2 separate regions of the Mus musculus genome follow, and region 1 is linked to region 2. The links are chromatin contacts, called in public Micro-C maps. All regions are on one chromosome and are shown on one strand. Each heading gives the region's core, a stretch centred on a gene start, on an enhancer-like site or on the middle of the called end of the contact. The rest is flanking DNA. Distances are from core to core; before and after follow the strand shown. Region 1 overlaps Mrtfa (myocardin related transcription factor A). Region 2 holds the start of Gm31608 (a long non-coding RNA gene).

Region 1 (6,519 bases), core at 2,009-4,508, 140 kb before region 2:
TAAAATGTTTGTAGATGAGAAAGAACCAAATGTGGAGATAGGAATTCAGGAAGAACTGGCTTTTAAAAAAAGCCATATCCCGGGCTGGTGAGATGGCTCAGTGGGTAAGAGCACCCGACTGCTCTTCTGAAGGTCTGAAGTTCAAGTCCCAGCAACCACATGGTGGCTCACAACCATCTGTAACAAGATCTGACTCCCTCTTCTGGAGTGTCTGAAGACATCTACAGTGTACTTACATATAATAAATAAATAAATCTTTAAAAAATCTTAAATCTTAAAAAAAAAAAAAGCCGTATCCCAGCAATGAGATAAGATGGGAACCATAAACACAACAATTACTAACATGGCAAATGTGCTCAATGATGAATGAAGGGACATTTATTAGCAAACTGTGCGCACTGTGTAAAAGAAGATATATTTTATTACAAATTTGATCTTTCATTTCAAATGAAAACAAAGGCTGGCCTTCCCTTTTAAGAAAGCACTCTGCAGCTGGCCTAAGACTCCATCCATCCTTAGCCCTCACAGGTGTACACACCATGACTGTGATGGTTTGAACAAGAATGGTCCTGTTACACTCATATATCTACTGCTTAGTCAGCAGGGAGTGGCGCTATTTGAAAGGCTTATAAGGATTAAGAGCTATGGCCATGTTCAAGGAAGTGTGTCACTTTGAGGTTTCAAAAGCCTATGCTAGGACCAGGCTGTCTCTCTTCCTGTGGATCAGGATGCAGCGCTCTGCTACTTCTTCAGCATTATGCCTGCCTACCTGCCACCATGTTCCCTACAATGATGATAACAGACTAAAAGCCCCTGAAACTGTAAACAAGCCCCCAATTAAATGTTTTCTTTTATAAGGGTTGCCTTGGTAATGGTGTCTCCTCACAGAAATAGAGCAGTAACGAAGACAGAAGTTGGTACCAGAGAGTGAGGTATTGCTATGCCAGGCCTGCCCATGTTGCTTGATGAAGAATATGGAAGACTTTGGGGCTTTGGACTAGAAAAGCATTGGACACTTTAAGGGCGACTTAATGAGCCATCCTATCACAGTCTTTGAAAACAGTATTGAGAGTGATTTGAACTGTGGGGGCCCAGCTCAATTTCAGAAGGGAAGAATATAGTGGCCTAGCAGCTGTTCTTGTAATATTTTGGCAAAGAATGTGGCCCTTCTCCACAGAAAATCTGCCTGAGGCTAAATTGAAGAGTTTTGGATTAATGGCCCTGGCAGAGGAGATTTCAAGACAGCCTAGTACTTACTGTCATGTGGTTCTTAGTAATCACTCTTATGAAGATCTAGTGAAGAGGAGCAAGCAGGCAAGAAAAGCAAGCTTCCTTCCTCCACGCCTTTTATACAGACTACCAGGAGAAGGTGTGAAACCCAGATTAAAGGTGGATCTTCCCTCCTCCACAGATCTGGTTTAAGAATGTATCTTCCCACCTCAAAGATCCAGAAAAGTAGGTCTTCCTACTTCAAATGATTCAAGTAAGGAAAAAAAAAATTCTCTCACGTGTGCCAGCCATTTGGGTTTTAGTTAATTTCAGATGTAGTCAAGCTGACAACTAAGAATAGTCATCACAATGACTGACTAGAATACAGGACCTTAAGCACTGGCTACATCTGAGACCAGCGATTCAGACAGTAACGGCAGCCTGAGACTTCTGAGGCCTATCTGAGACTGTTACCCTCACCTTACCTTGCCGTTTGACTTTACTCACTCAGAATGTACAGTCTCATCAGGCATCCTGTGGGGGGAGGGGGTGATCAGAAGAGCTATACCATCAGGCTGAGTTGAAGTATTTATCCAGCTGACTACAGAAACAGCTGCCACCATGGCACTCACTGGCATTTCTACCCATAGCAGTGGTTCTCTACTTGTGGGCTGCAACCCCTTTGGGGGTTGAATGACCCTTTCACAGGCATTGTGGATCAAATATCCTGTGCATCAGATATCTACATTACTATTCATAACAGTAGCAAACTTAAGAGTTATGAAGAAGCAACAAAAATAATTTCATGGCTGGGATCACCAGAGCATGAAAAACTGTATTAAAGGGTTGCAACATTAGGAAGGCCGAGAACCACCAACCAATAGAGATAGTAACAGGTCAGATACCAAGGCTGGCAGTGCAGACATGCCAGCATATCCTTCCCACACTAGGTTTCCTGGCGTGCGGAAGCTGAGCAAGGCAAGGCACGCAACGCAGAGGAATACAAACCTCTATGCTGGGTAATGTGTTCCAGGGGAAGGAGAACAGGTAAAGCTCAGGAACCTAGTGCATCACTGTCCTCGCCACGGCTCCTCCTCAGAGCCAGCTGGGAAGTGGGCTATCAAAGCCTCTCTTCATCCACCCCCACTTAATGAAAAGTGATAAGTATTAGTGAATCAGAAAGGGAAGAACGAAGGCAATCCTCTCATCAGAAACTCCTAGTTCAGCCACACCCTTTCCAACAAGAGCACCTATGAGGTTACTTAGCCATCAGAATAAAAAACGCCAAAAGATTCCAGTGCAGAGGATAGGGAACAACCAGGGTTCTTGAACACAAATGTTCCTCTAGAAATAGTTTACAAGTTTCTTATGAACTTAAACTTCCTATTATCCAAGCCAGAAATCCCATCCCTGAGTGACCTGGGGCTTCTAATATTGGGATGAAACACCATGACCAAAAAGCAAGCTGAGGAGGAAGGGTTCATTTGGCTTACACTTCCACATTGTAGTCCATCCCTGAAGAAAGTCAGGACAGGGACTCAAACAGGGAAAAAACTTGGAGGAAGGAGCTGATGCAGAGGCCATGGAGGGGTGCTACTTACTGGCTTGTTCAGTCTGTCTTCTTATAGAACCCAGGACCACCAGCTCAGGGATGGTACCACCCACAATGGGCTGGGTCCTTCCCCATCGATCACTAACAAAGAAAATGCCCTACAGCCAGATCTTATGGAGGCCTTTTCTCAAATGCAGTTCCTTTCTCTCTCATGATTCTGCCTTGTGTCAAGTTGACATAAAACTAGCACCTACTCAGGAAAGATAAAAAATGTCTGTCCACATAAGGGCCATACCCGAACACACATGTCAGTAATTACCTCAAACTAGAAACAAGTTAAATGTTTTTTATTTGTGAGTGGTATAAAATGTACCAATTCATAGAAATAATAAATATTCAGCAATCAATCAAACAAACAAACTGCAAGCCACTGCAGGGCTGGATCATCCTTTGCAGAACCCACTGAACTACATTCCTGAAAGGGAAGCTCACCACCACACAGAAGCTGACTTCTTTTCTTGTCTCTTCAAGAAGGAGACTACAGTGTTACTCATCAGGACTGAGGAGTGAGGAATGCAGGCTCTGTAAGAATTTGTCTTTTCCTTCCCTTTCTCCTAACCTGGCAACGGTCTAGAAGCAGACTCTTCACTGTTTTACAGATTTGTTGTGATTTTCTTTCCTTTTTTTAAAAGCTCATAAAAAAACAACAAAACAAACAACAACAAAAAACCCAGAATGTTTAGTTAAAACATATGCCCATTACTTGTATACAAAAACATTTCTTAGATTAAAAAAAAAAAAAAAAAAAAAAAAGCTCTAGAGCTGATGCCTTGAGTTAAGTGCTGTGCCTACCACCTGCTAACTCTGAGACCTTGAGATACTCCTCCTTTTGTGTCACTGTTTCCTCACTTATAAAGTAGGGATGAGATAATCCATTTCGGGTCGCTGTAATCAACAACTGAGCACATGTGGAACACTGAAGACAGTGCCCACTCTATAGTCATTTGGTAAGTGTGAGCTGGTGTCGTCACCGTGTATGTGACATAGATAGAAACGTGCCCATACACAGCACAGAGGAGGGCAGGCTCCATTTGGGGCAGAAATAGAAAAATTTTATTTTTCATCTTCTTCCCTTTGGTACGTATCTTCAGAAAGCACTGACTTTTTAAACACATATTTTTGGGGTGACGTGCCCCAAAACAAACAGGAGAAAAGGATGCTGGACAGGAAGCAGGACTCTTGTTTTCAGGTTTAGGTGTACTGTTTACCACTCAGCTACGTCCCTCAAGGCATCACTTCCATCTCCACTGAGGGCGTCCCATCTCTAAAATGGAGTGCTCCCCAGACTTACAATAGCATGGGACAAACCACACTACTTACTTTTTTAATAACTATTATTTATTTAATGTATATGAGTACACTAGAGCTCACACCAGAAGAGGGCATCAGATCTCATTACAGATGGTTATGAGCCACCATGTGGTTGTGGGATTTGAACGCAGGACCTCTGGAGGAACAGTCAGTGCTCTTAACCACTAAGCCATCTCTCCAGCCCCTGAACCACACACCAAGGTGCATGTGTGGTGGCTGGAGGACAGCTTTGTGAGTTTGTTTTCTCCTTACACCTTCACATGGGCTCTGGGGCTTAAATTCAGGTCCTCGGGTTTGCACGTCAAGTGTTCTCACCCACTAAGTCATCTTGCTGTCCCTTGCTCTCCTTTTGATATTTGCTGTCTGACTACCAAGTATCAAGCATGTGAACACAGACAGAAAAACACACCAGCCCACTCTGAGCGCATCTGACAGTTCTGACTAGGCTTACCAACCCAGTGGACGTGTACCCACCAGGACATTCCCTCAATCTGACAGCACTCTGCTAGGAACTGAGAAATAGATGCCTGCATGGCTGGGAGGACTCAGCGCAGGCCTCTACCAAGAGGACACCTCTGAGATGAATCCAGAGTGGCAGGAAGCTGGGCATGGTGGCACACACCTTTAGTCCCAAAATTTGAGAGTGAGAGGCAGTCAGATCTCTGAGTTCAAGGCCAGCTTGGTCTACAGAGAGTGAGTTTCAGGCCACTTGGGGCTATAGAGTGAGACCTCCTATCAAAAAACAAAAACATAACATCCTCAAAATATAGATTTTTCTGGCGGGAAGGAGGGATGGAGAGGGGAGGTGGAGGGAGTCTGCTTACAAGGTTAGATGAGCACCAACCACAGGGGAGAAATGCACAAAGTTAAGAGAGTGACAACAACTTCGTGAGAAATGGAGAACAAAGGAGGAGAAACAGAAAAACCATTTTTATTTTCAGCAGCGTGGATGTGAAAGGGGATGAGGAGGGGACAGAATTGGGTCAGGAAGTGAGAAGACAGCACTTCAGACCACTGGGGATCTCCAGAAGCAACAGACAAGACACCTTTTATTCTTATCTGCAAGGCTGGGAGAGGACTGGTGCTGTGGCTCCGCTGGCTTGTCTAACAGCATGAGGTCCTGAGTCCCCTGCCCAGCAGTGCACACACGGGCATGGTGGCATATGCCTATGATCCAGGCACTTGGGAGGCTGAGGTACGATCAGATCAGTTCAGGTTGGACCATGTGCAAACCTAACTCAAATAAAGGTATATATGAGACAGTAAACCCGACAATGACTACCTTAAGCTATGTATTACTGAGTTATACATTCAGCATTTAGTTGTAAATTTCAAGAATTATATTTATGTGTTTAAATGTTTTGCCTGGAGTTATGTATGTACATGTGTGCAGTGTCAACAGAAGCCATAAGAGGGCGCAAGATCCCCTGGAACTGGACATGGGGACTTTTATAGCTGCCATGCAGGTCCTAGGAGTCTAAACCCAGGTCTTCTACAACAGCACCCAGACCTCATAATCACTGAGCCATCTCTCTAGTCCCTAGATATAAAAGTTTACAAACAAAAATGCCAGTTAATTTTTACTCTCCACAGCTAACTGCACATACATGTTTATTCAATAAATACCAGAGGAAGGCAGATCTCTTGAGTTCCAGCCTGGTCTATAGAGTAAGTTCTAGGACTCACAGGGTAACACAGAGAAACCCTGTCTCAAAATAATCAACCAAACAACCAAACAAATATCCTGAGTTACACATATGGTGGGTGGGGAGGGAAAGAAGACAAATGACCAGCAGAGCATTGAGTCTCAGCAGAGCACTGAGACCCACACACTGTTCTTGGGCTGTCTGAGATCTACCCAGATCAGATCTTGCTCAGAAGCTGAGCAAGGCTGTGATCAAGGCTGAGACTTTCACCTGGTGCCTCCACTCAGTTCTGACTCCAGCTAAACCACTTTTGCACCTGGAAACTGGAACATCACCACATTTATATAGGTTTAGGGTAAAATTAATGAGGCGATCGGTCAATAATCTGTATTAACAGTACTAAAAATATTCAATTAACTGTTCCTTTTGTTTAATTTTTGACATTTTACAATTACGACAGCTCATGGTCTCCTACAGCACAGACAAAAATGTTCATAGGGTGGAAAAAACAGGGAAAGAACAAGGCATTAAAAAGGAGTTAACATCACCAAATTAATATTTTAGTGAATTCCATAAAGACATCATGCCTGGAACTTAACATTCTTTTAGAGTTTTCTAACTGTTAACATCTTCCTACATCTAATGACCTAATAAATTAAAGAAAACCATCACCCAAGATAGGGAGCTGATCACTCTCTCTCCTGGGATTTCTTGCTCTGCTTCTCTAACAGTGAGTCACTT
Region 2 (7,401 bases), core at 2,194-4,693:
ATACAAGCATGCGCCACCATATCTGGCTTGTGAGATTTCCTACTGAAGTATATTAGAGTTCAACAGTATACATATGCTATGTAAGAATCACTTTAAGTGAGAAGAAGGCCATTATTTTAAACTTCATTTGGAGAGACTTTCTTACTATTGTTCCCTGAGTTTATGAGTGCCATTAAATAGTGCATTAAATAGAAGGCACAGAGAGATTACAAACATAAAGACCAGGGAAAATACAGAGAAAGAAGAAGATGAAATCCAGGGGTCCAGCAAGGTGAAGGACAGCTGGGATGCTGGGATTCTGGGATGCTGTGTGTTGGCCTGTGGCACTCTAGACAATATCCTTAGTGCTCTTCCTGGCTCTTAGCACCAGTTTGCAGAGCAGAACACCTTTCATGTCTCTGATCCTCAGGATGATGGTTCCTGGCACAGACAAGCCTCCTGCTGGCATTCAAGCTTCTCTAGTCTACTCCTTCCTGTTTTGGAACCCGCCTCCTCCTTGTCCCCCGCCCCCTCCCCACCCCCCAGATTTATCTTTTGAAATTTCCATACATGGAACAATGTATCTTGATCATCTCCATTCCCTGGTCTCCACTCCCTTGCCTTTCCCTTTCTCTTCCCTTTTCCCACAGGGTCCCTCGGTGATGGTAAAGTAGGTCAGACCCAGCCTCACCAGCGCTCAATCTGTGGACAACGGGAACACACCAAGCCCGTAAGTGAGTAAGCTGAGCACATGTGCTGTTTTTCACTCGTTCAGAAAACCATTTTTTATTTTAATAAGAGTAAAAACCACATGAAACAAATGTCACACATAATGAGTTCTCAAGAAGCAAATCCCCTTGTAATTACCTTGAAAGTTTCCAGGTCAAGAGATGGAACTCAGCCAATCTCCCAGCAGCCTTCCTGCCTCCCCAGAGGAAGCTCTTACCCGTGGTTTGGTTTGCTTGCTTTCAGTTCTGCTATTTTGGAGACAGGATCTCAGGTAGCCCAGGCCGGGCTCGGACTCCCTATATGGCAAGAGACGGTGTCTTAGCTATGTTCCTGTTGCTGTGTTCTGTGTTGTGTGTTCCTGACAAAGGCAATGTAAGGGAGAAAGGCTTTATTCTGACTTACAAGCTCGAGGCATTACAATGTAGACGAGAAGGAAACCGGCTTCCTGCCACTTAGCTACCTTGCTATATTTTATAGAGTGGAGGATCCCCAGCCTAGAGGACCATCCCACCTACAATTAACATGCATCATCCCACATTATTAGCATAATCAAGATAAGTCCCCACAGGTAGGCTTAGAGTCCTTTCTCCCAGGTAATGTGGATAATGCTAACCTTAATGTGTGGCCTTGAACCCTGAGTGTGTCTGTGTGTGTCTGCCTGTGCTTATGAGCACATGTGGTGTGTATTTGTGGTGTGTTATGTAGTGTCTGAGTGGTGTATGTGTATATGTATGGTTTAGTGTGTGTGTGTGTGTGGTATGTGTATGTATGTGGTGTTTGTGTGTGGTATGTACGTATGTATGTGGTGTATATGTGTGGTGTGTGTGTGGTATAGGGTATATGGTATGTGTATTTGTGGTGTATGTAGTGTGTTTATATGTGAGCACATGTGTTTGTTATGTATTTGGTGTGTGTGTATGTGTGTGGTGTGTGTATGAGGGGTGTGCATGTGTTTGTAATATGTGTTGTATAGGCAGTGTTAATGTGTTATGTATGTGGTATATGTGTGTGGTGTGTGTATGAGCTATGTGTATGTGCTATGTAGGTATGTGGTATGTACATATGGTATGTGTATTGATGTATGTAGTGTGTATTTGGGTGTGAGGTAGTTATGTATATATGTGGTATATATATAGTGTGTGCACATGTGTACGGTGAGTGGTATATGTCCCTATGTATGTGTCCATGCCTGTGGAGGCCTGCAGTTGATACTGGGTGTCTTCCTCAACCCCTCTCTGCTTTATTCTCTTGCTGTGATTCTCATTAGCCATTTTGCCTCAGAAATTCCCATCCACCCCTCCCGTGTGCTGAGGGAGAGCTGCACAGCTGCCCTGCTTTATGGGGGTGCTGGGGACCTGGATGTCGGTCCTCATGGTTGCTCCTCAAACATTGCATCATTGAGCCGTCTCCCTACCTCGCTTGAACTCTTTTTTTTTTTTTTGGTTTTTCGAGACAGGGTTTCTCTCTATAGCTCTGGCTGTCCTGGAACTCACTTTGTAGACCAGGCTGGCCTCGAACTCAGAAATCTGCCTGCCTCTGCCTCCCTAATGCTGGGATTAAAGGCCTGCCCAGCTCACTTGAACTCTTGGCCCTCCGCCTTCACCTCTGCAGTGCTGAGGTACACGCCGCCATGCTTGGCCCCAACCTTCCTTCTAGCAAACTCACTTCCTTGAATGTCTTTATCACTGAAATCTGGGATATAGACAGTGTGGTCCCACACTCTTTTCTTTCACACCCCTCGACTTGAGCCTGCCGAGCGTCTACCACTGAACCACTCTGACAGCCTTTTCTTTTTCCTTCATTGTGACACAGGATCCACCTGCCTGAGCTCTGGGCAGATGAGATTATAGGCCTGTACCATTACATCCAGCCAGACCCTTAACATTCTGTTTAAAGTCATCTGTCTCCCTAGGGTGGAGATATGACCAATCCAAGGCCAATCAGAGTGTTCCCTGGGACTTTGCCAGGGTCCGTTGGAAAAGATGCTTTCTTCCCCCACTTACTCTATAGGTATTTATTTTATTTTTTGAGAAAGAGTTTCACTGTGTAGCCCTGTGTGGAATGGAACAACCTAAAGACATATAAAGATAAACCCATGTAGGTTCTGAGCTGCCCATAGCCAACTTGCTTGGATTAAAGAAGCCCAAAAAGGACAAACAGCCCCATCATAAAGGCAGAGAGAACAAGGGCCAGGATCTCCCTGATGTGATTCAAGTCTCTGTGTACAACCAAGTCTGAAGCCCTAGACATACAAGCCCAGGGATCCAAGGATCCTAGCACTTGGTGGGCGTCTGCTGTGTTCTGAGTTGTCCAATCACAAAGGCACACCTGACTGGACCAGCATTCTGAGTGATTGTTGATGTGGCTGTTTTGTCTACACTCACACTGTTTTGCCTTCATACACTCATTCTGGGGTGAGATTTTTCTTGCCTGATTGGTCAGTGGTACCCAAGGTCCCTTTGTACCTGAGTCTTAGGGAACCAGAACTCAGAAAATTGAAAACGCGGTACTGATGAAGTAGAGCTGAGGGATGGTGGTAAAGCAACGGTGCCAGGTCCCCGAAGCTGAGCCGGAGCAGCCCAGTGAAGGCGAGAAGAAAACAATCAGAAGGGTTCACAGAGAGGAGGGCTGGCGGCTTGTGGTAAAGACGGCTGCGGTTTCAAAGCCTGGCTCTACAGGGCAAGCCAGGTGACCTTAGGCAATTTACTCCGAGTCCTTGAGTTTCAGTCTTGTCTGGCACACGCGCCGATTGTAACTCAACACCCCGCCCTGCTGGCTCTGTGCTCAGCTTTCTCTGGTGCACAGTGAGAAAACGAAGATTCCTTCCCAGGTTTCTCCAGGATTTGCACTGTCTATGGCTGTGATTCTCAATTTGTGGGTTGAGACCCCTTGGGGTGTGTGTGTGTGTGTGTGTGTGTCACATATCAGATATCCTGCATATAGGGTGTTTACATTACAACTCATAACACTAGTAAAATTACAGTTATGAAGTAGGAATGAAGTAATTTTATGATTGGGATCACCACACCCTGAGGAATTGTATTAAAGAGTCGCAGCCTTAGGAAGGCTGAGAATCTTTGGTCTATTGGTCCCTCGTCCCTGTTCTCCTGGTGCCCATGCACACTGCTGTGGTGGGTATGATGCCTAGATTCCCGGCTCAGCCTGGATCCTCTTAGCTTCTTTGTTCTCCCCACAGAGATCTGATTCTCTGTGCCACAATGTTTGCAGTGAATCACAACTGAAGCTGAGGCTGGGCATGGAGCTGGGTTGGTGGGATGTCTGCTTAGCACGCCCTGGGCTTTGAATGGAAATGAAGACATGACCACTCCTAGGTATGGTGGCAGAGAGAAATTTTTAAGTAGATATGAGGGAGAAAGCAGCCAGAGGCCATCTGAAAGAATCCAGACTGAACCCAGCCATGGGGCATGAGGAGGAAGTAAGAAAGGAAGAGAAGGCACAGGAGGAAAATAGACTAAGAGAGGAGCTGCAGACAACGAGAGAGAGAGAGAGAGAGAGAGAGAGAGAGAGAGAGAGAGAGAGAGAGAGAGAGAGAAAGCAGGATATACCAGGAACCAAGAGAGTGCACAGCCAAAATGGGCTGACTTATACAGGAAGCTGGGGGAAGGGAAGTAGAAGGCCAGCCCTTGGGTGGGAGAGACTTAGGGTAGAGGACGGGACAGGGTGAGGAGTGTGTGGTGGTCACAGGTACTGAGTGAGAACTTGTCTCAGATTTCTTTGATACCTAACAAGCACCACAAAAAATACCAGATATGGTGGCACATGCCTGTCACCCCAGCACTTGGAAGGTAGAGGAAGGAAGATGAAGAGTTGAAATTCATCCTGACCACAGAGCCAGTTTGAAGCCAGTGAGGACTGCATGAAAGCTTGTCTAAAAAGAAGCAAACAAAATTACACTCTGAGTTCCAGAGTGAAAAGACCACTCCTGTTGTTACGTTGTTACTGAATGAATTACTGACTAATCTCTACTGAAATTCTGCCTTTATGCAAATTACTTGTAGCAGAATTTTCCCCAACTAATTTAAATATTAATACAGCAAGAAACCTGTGATGGGACAGGGAAAAGGGAGGCGGAGCTAGGAGTTTCAGAGACAGACAGGGACAAGTTGAGGAGAAGGAAGATGGAGGAAGAGGAAGACGATCCAGATTCCGCGTGGCTTTAAATAGACACAGGGAGCTGTGAATATCATAAAAGGATAGAATAATTGGGATAACTTGTCTAATCTAGGTGGGCAGCTTGTATCATTATCAATTGGCTCTGAAATTATTATGTGGGCATCTTGTAAATTGAGAATTTATTGATATATAAATCTGACTGATTAATTATAAGCTTCTAGAGTTTTGATTTACTGGGTTAAGAGGATTTGCGACAACTAGCCGCAGGGGATAGATGGCTGAGAAAGTAGCATTGAGGCTGGGGGGGGGGGGGACCAGAGCTGGGAAGACCGCAGCGCAGCATGGGGGCTAGCCTAGAGACTAAGAGTAGCTGAGACTAGCTAGAAGTAAGTGCATAGTGGTAATCCTAGCACTCGGGTGGCATAGACAGTGAGTTCTGAGTTCAAGGCCAGCCTGGTCTACATAGTGAGTTCCAGGACAGCCAGGGATACATAGTAAAATCCTGTCTTAAAAAACAAAGCAAAACAAAAAACCAGCAAAAACAAAAACAAAAACAAAAACAACTAAATCCCAAACAGCAACAACAACAAAACTCCACTTACAAACAAAAGCCTCAAAACCCCCAATTTGATCCAAGGAACCGACGTAATAAAGCTTGGTGGGGTGACATACATCTGTATTCTACTACTTTAGTGAAGAGAGAGGATGTAGAGACCATAGTCATTTGGAAGCAGGAGGGCCAGTTCGCCTGCAGTGTATGTGGAAAGAGTGAAGCGACTCCCAAGAGTTGTCTCTGACTGCCAAAGCAAGGCACAACCAAGAGGCTTACTATGTCAGGAGGTGTGAAGGCTGACGGAGGCAGATCCCACTGCAACGGAAAGCTTCCAGAGCATTGAAAGTGTGGTGGCGCACGCCTTTAATCCCAGCACTTGGGAGGCAGAGGCAGGTGGATTTCTGAGTTTGAGGCCAGCCTGGTCTACAGAGTGAGTTCCAGGACAGCCAGGAAAAACCCTGTCTCGAAAAACCAAAAAAAAGAAAAAAGAAAAAAAGAAAGTGCTGATAGACTCCCTCCCCCATCTCCACTCCCCCCAACCCCCCATCCCCCCACCCCCCATCCCCCCACCCCCCCACCCCCGGCAGGTGGTAGGAGAAGCATAATATAGTTCAAGGTGACTGATGGGGGGGGCGGGGGGGGGGAAATAAATAAGGAGAGGAGGAAAGGACATGGCTGCTCCTAGGTGTGGTATATGGCAGCACATAGCCAGGGTCAGAGACATCTGGGAGTGTCCAGAGTAGACATGGCCAGACTGAGCTGTGTGCCCTGTGGGAAGTGGGAGAAGGGAAGGGGGAGGGAAAGATAGGGAGCAAGATGCAGCAGCCAGGAGGTCAAAGGCACAAAGTGGGCAGGTAACCAAACCTTCAGGAAAGAATCTCTTAAGGACTGGGCTGGAGAGTTCAGGGTAGAAGGCAGTATGCCAGCAATAACAGGTAGGGATTATGGGAGAACCTGGAGATCAGGTCTGCTTTGATATGTTAACAGGCCCCTCAGCCTTTTGTCTCAAACTCCCAGAGATCCGCCTGCCTCTGCCTCTGCCTCTGCCTCTGCCTCTGCCTCTGCCTCTGCCTCTGCCTCTGCCTCTGCCTCTGCCTCTGCCTCTGCCTCTGCCTCTGCCTCTGCCTCTGCCTCTGCCTCTGCCTCTGCCTCTGCCTCTGCCTCTGCCTCTGCCTCTGCCTCTGCCTCTGCCTCTGCCTCTGCCTCTGCCTCTGCCTCTGCCTCTGCCTCTGCCTCTGCCTCTGCCTCTGCCTCTGCCTCTGCCTCTGCCTCTGCCTCTGCCTCTGCCTCTGCCTCTGCCTCTGCCTCTGCCTCTGCCTCTGCCTCTGCCTCTGCCTCTGCCTCTGCCTCTGCCTCTGCCTCCAGAGTGCTGGGATTAAAGGTGTGAGCCACCATTACACAGGTTTTTTTGTTTGTTTGTTTGTTTGTTTGTTTTTTGTCTTTCGGGAACAAAACGGAACACAACTTCTCATGGGCATCTTCCCATCTCTGAGTTCACAGAGCGCAGGCCAGTTTGCTTTGAAAGGAAAGAACCCCCCCCCCCCCCAAAACAAAAGTTTGTCTCAGCCTGTGAGCCCGCTAGACCACGCTCTGGGACTCCCTCGGCTCCAGAAGCCTGAGTTAAACAAGCTTTCATTCCATAATCTACCGGGTCTTAGGTTTTTGGGTTTTTTTTTAACGGTAACAGAGAGTACATTAGGCTATCAATCGAGGAAATTGCAACTGGGTTATTACTGTGTTCGCTTCCCTCATCCCAGCCCCCCTCCCCACTAAGATGTATCCTGTGGTTCCGGGAGACCCCAGCTGAGACCCGAGGCCACTGAGTCAGCCTGTGCCGGGGCGCCTGGGGTGCTGAGTTGGTCCTTCCTGACTCAGTGACTGACTGAGCGGCATGCTGCCTGGAAAGTTAATAAGCTTCTGAGGCAGCCATCCCTCCTGTGACGTGGGTTGATGCCGTGAGTGGGCGGGGACGAGTGAGTCGGAGTGGAAATGTCCCTGGAGCATTT

What was found. Hi-C and Micro-C count contacts between places; a contact is called where the count stands out from the background.
Region 1: a contact with region 2 is called in a Micro-C map of muscle stem cells, with 2.8 times the contacts expected there. The contact joins two enhancer-like sites. A contact is called at or near these places in 2 of 15 datasets of contacts at CTCF or cohesin (the NIH/3T3 cell line and embryonic stem cells), 54 of 484 Hi-C or Micro-C datasets (8-cell embryo, B cells, CD4 T cells and 38 more), 6 of 115 datasets of contacts at active chromatin or transcription factors (the HPC-7 cell line, the NIH/3T3 cell line, embryonic fibroblasts and 3 more) and 3 of 9 other capture datasets (adipose tissue, liver and pancreatic islet).

The regions. Positions count from the first base shown.
Region 1 is chr15:81,067,398-81,073,916 of GRCm38.p6, forward strand. All of the region lies in intron 2 of Mrtfa (myocardin related transcription factor A), which reads right to left. Among named protein-coding and RNA genes, the nearest start is that of Sgsm3, 93 kb to the left of the region's middle. Within about 2 kb of position 3,259, at least 55 of the 459 cell types and tissues checked have an H3K27ac peak or open chromatin away from gene starts, as enhancers often do. A contact at or near this core is called in granulosa cells and muscle stem cells, where this site is marked.
Region 2 is chr15:81,209,783-81,217,183 of GRCm38.p6, forward strand. It overlaps Gm31608 (a long non-coding RNA gene), which reads left to right and starts at 7,367. Exons shown (of 3, transcript XR_003951508.1): 1 at 7,367-7,401. Within about 2 kb of position 3,444, at least 22 of the 459 cell types and tissues checked have an H3K27ac peak or open chromatin away from gene starts, as enhancers often do. A contact at or near this core is called in granulosa cells and muscle stem cells, where this site is marked.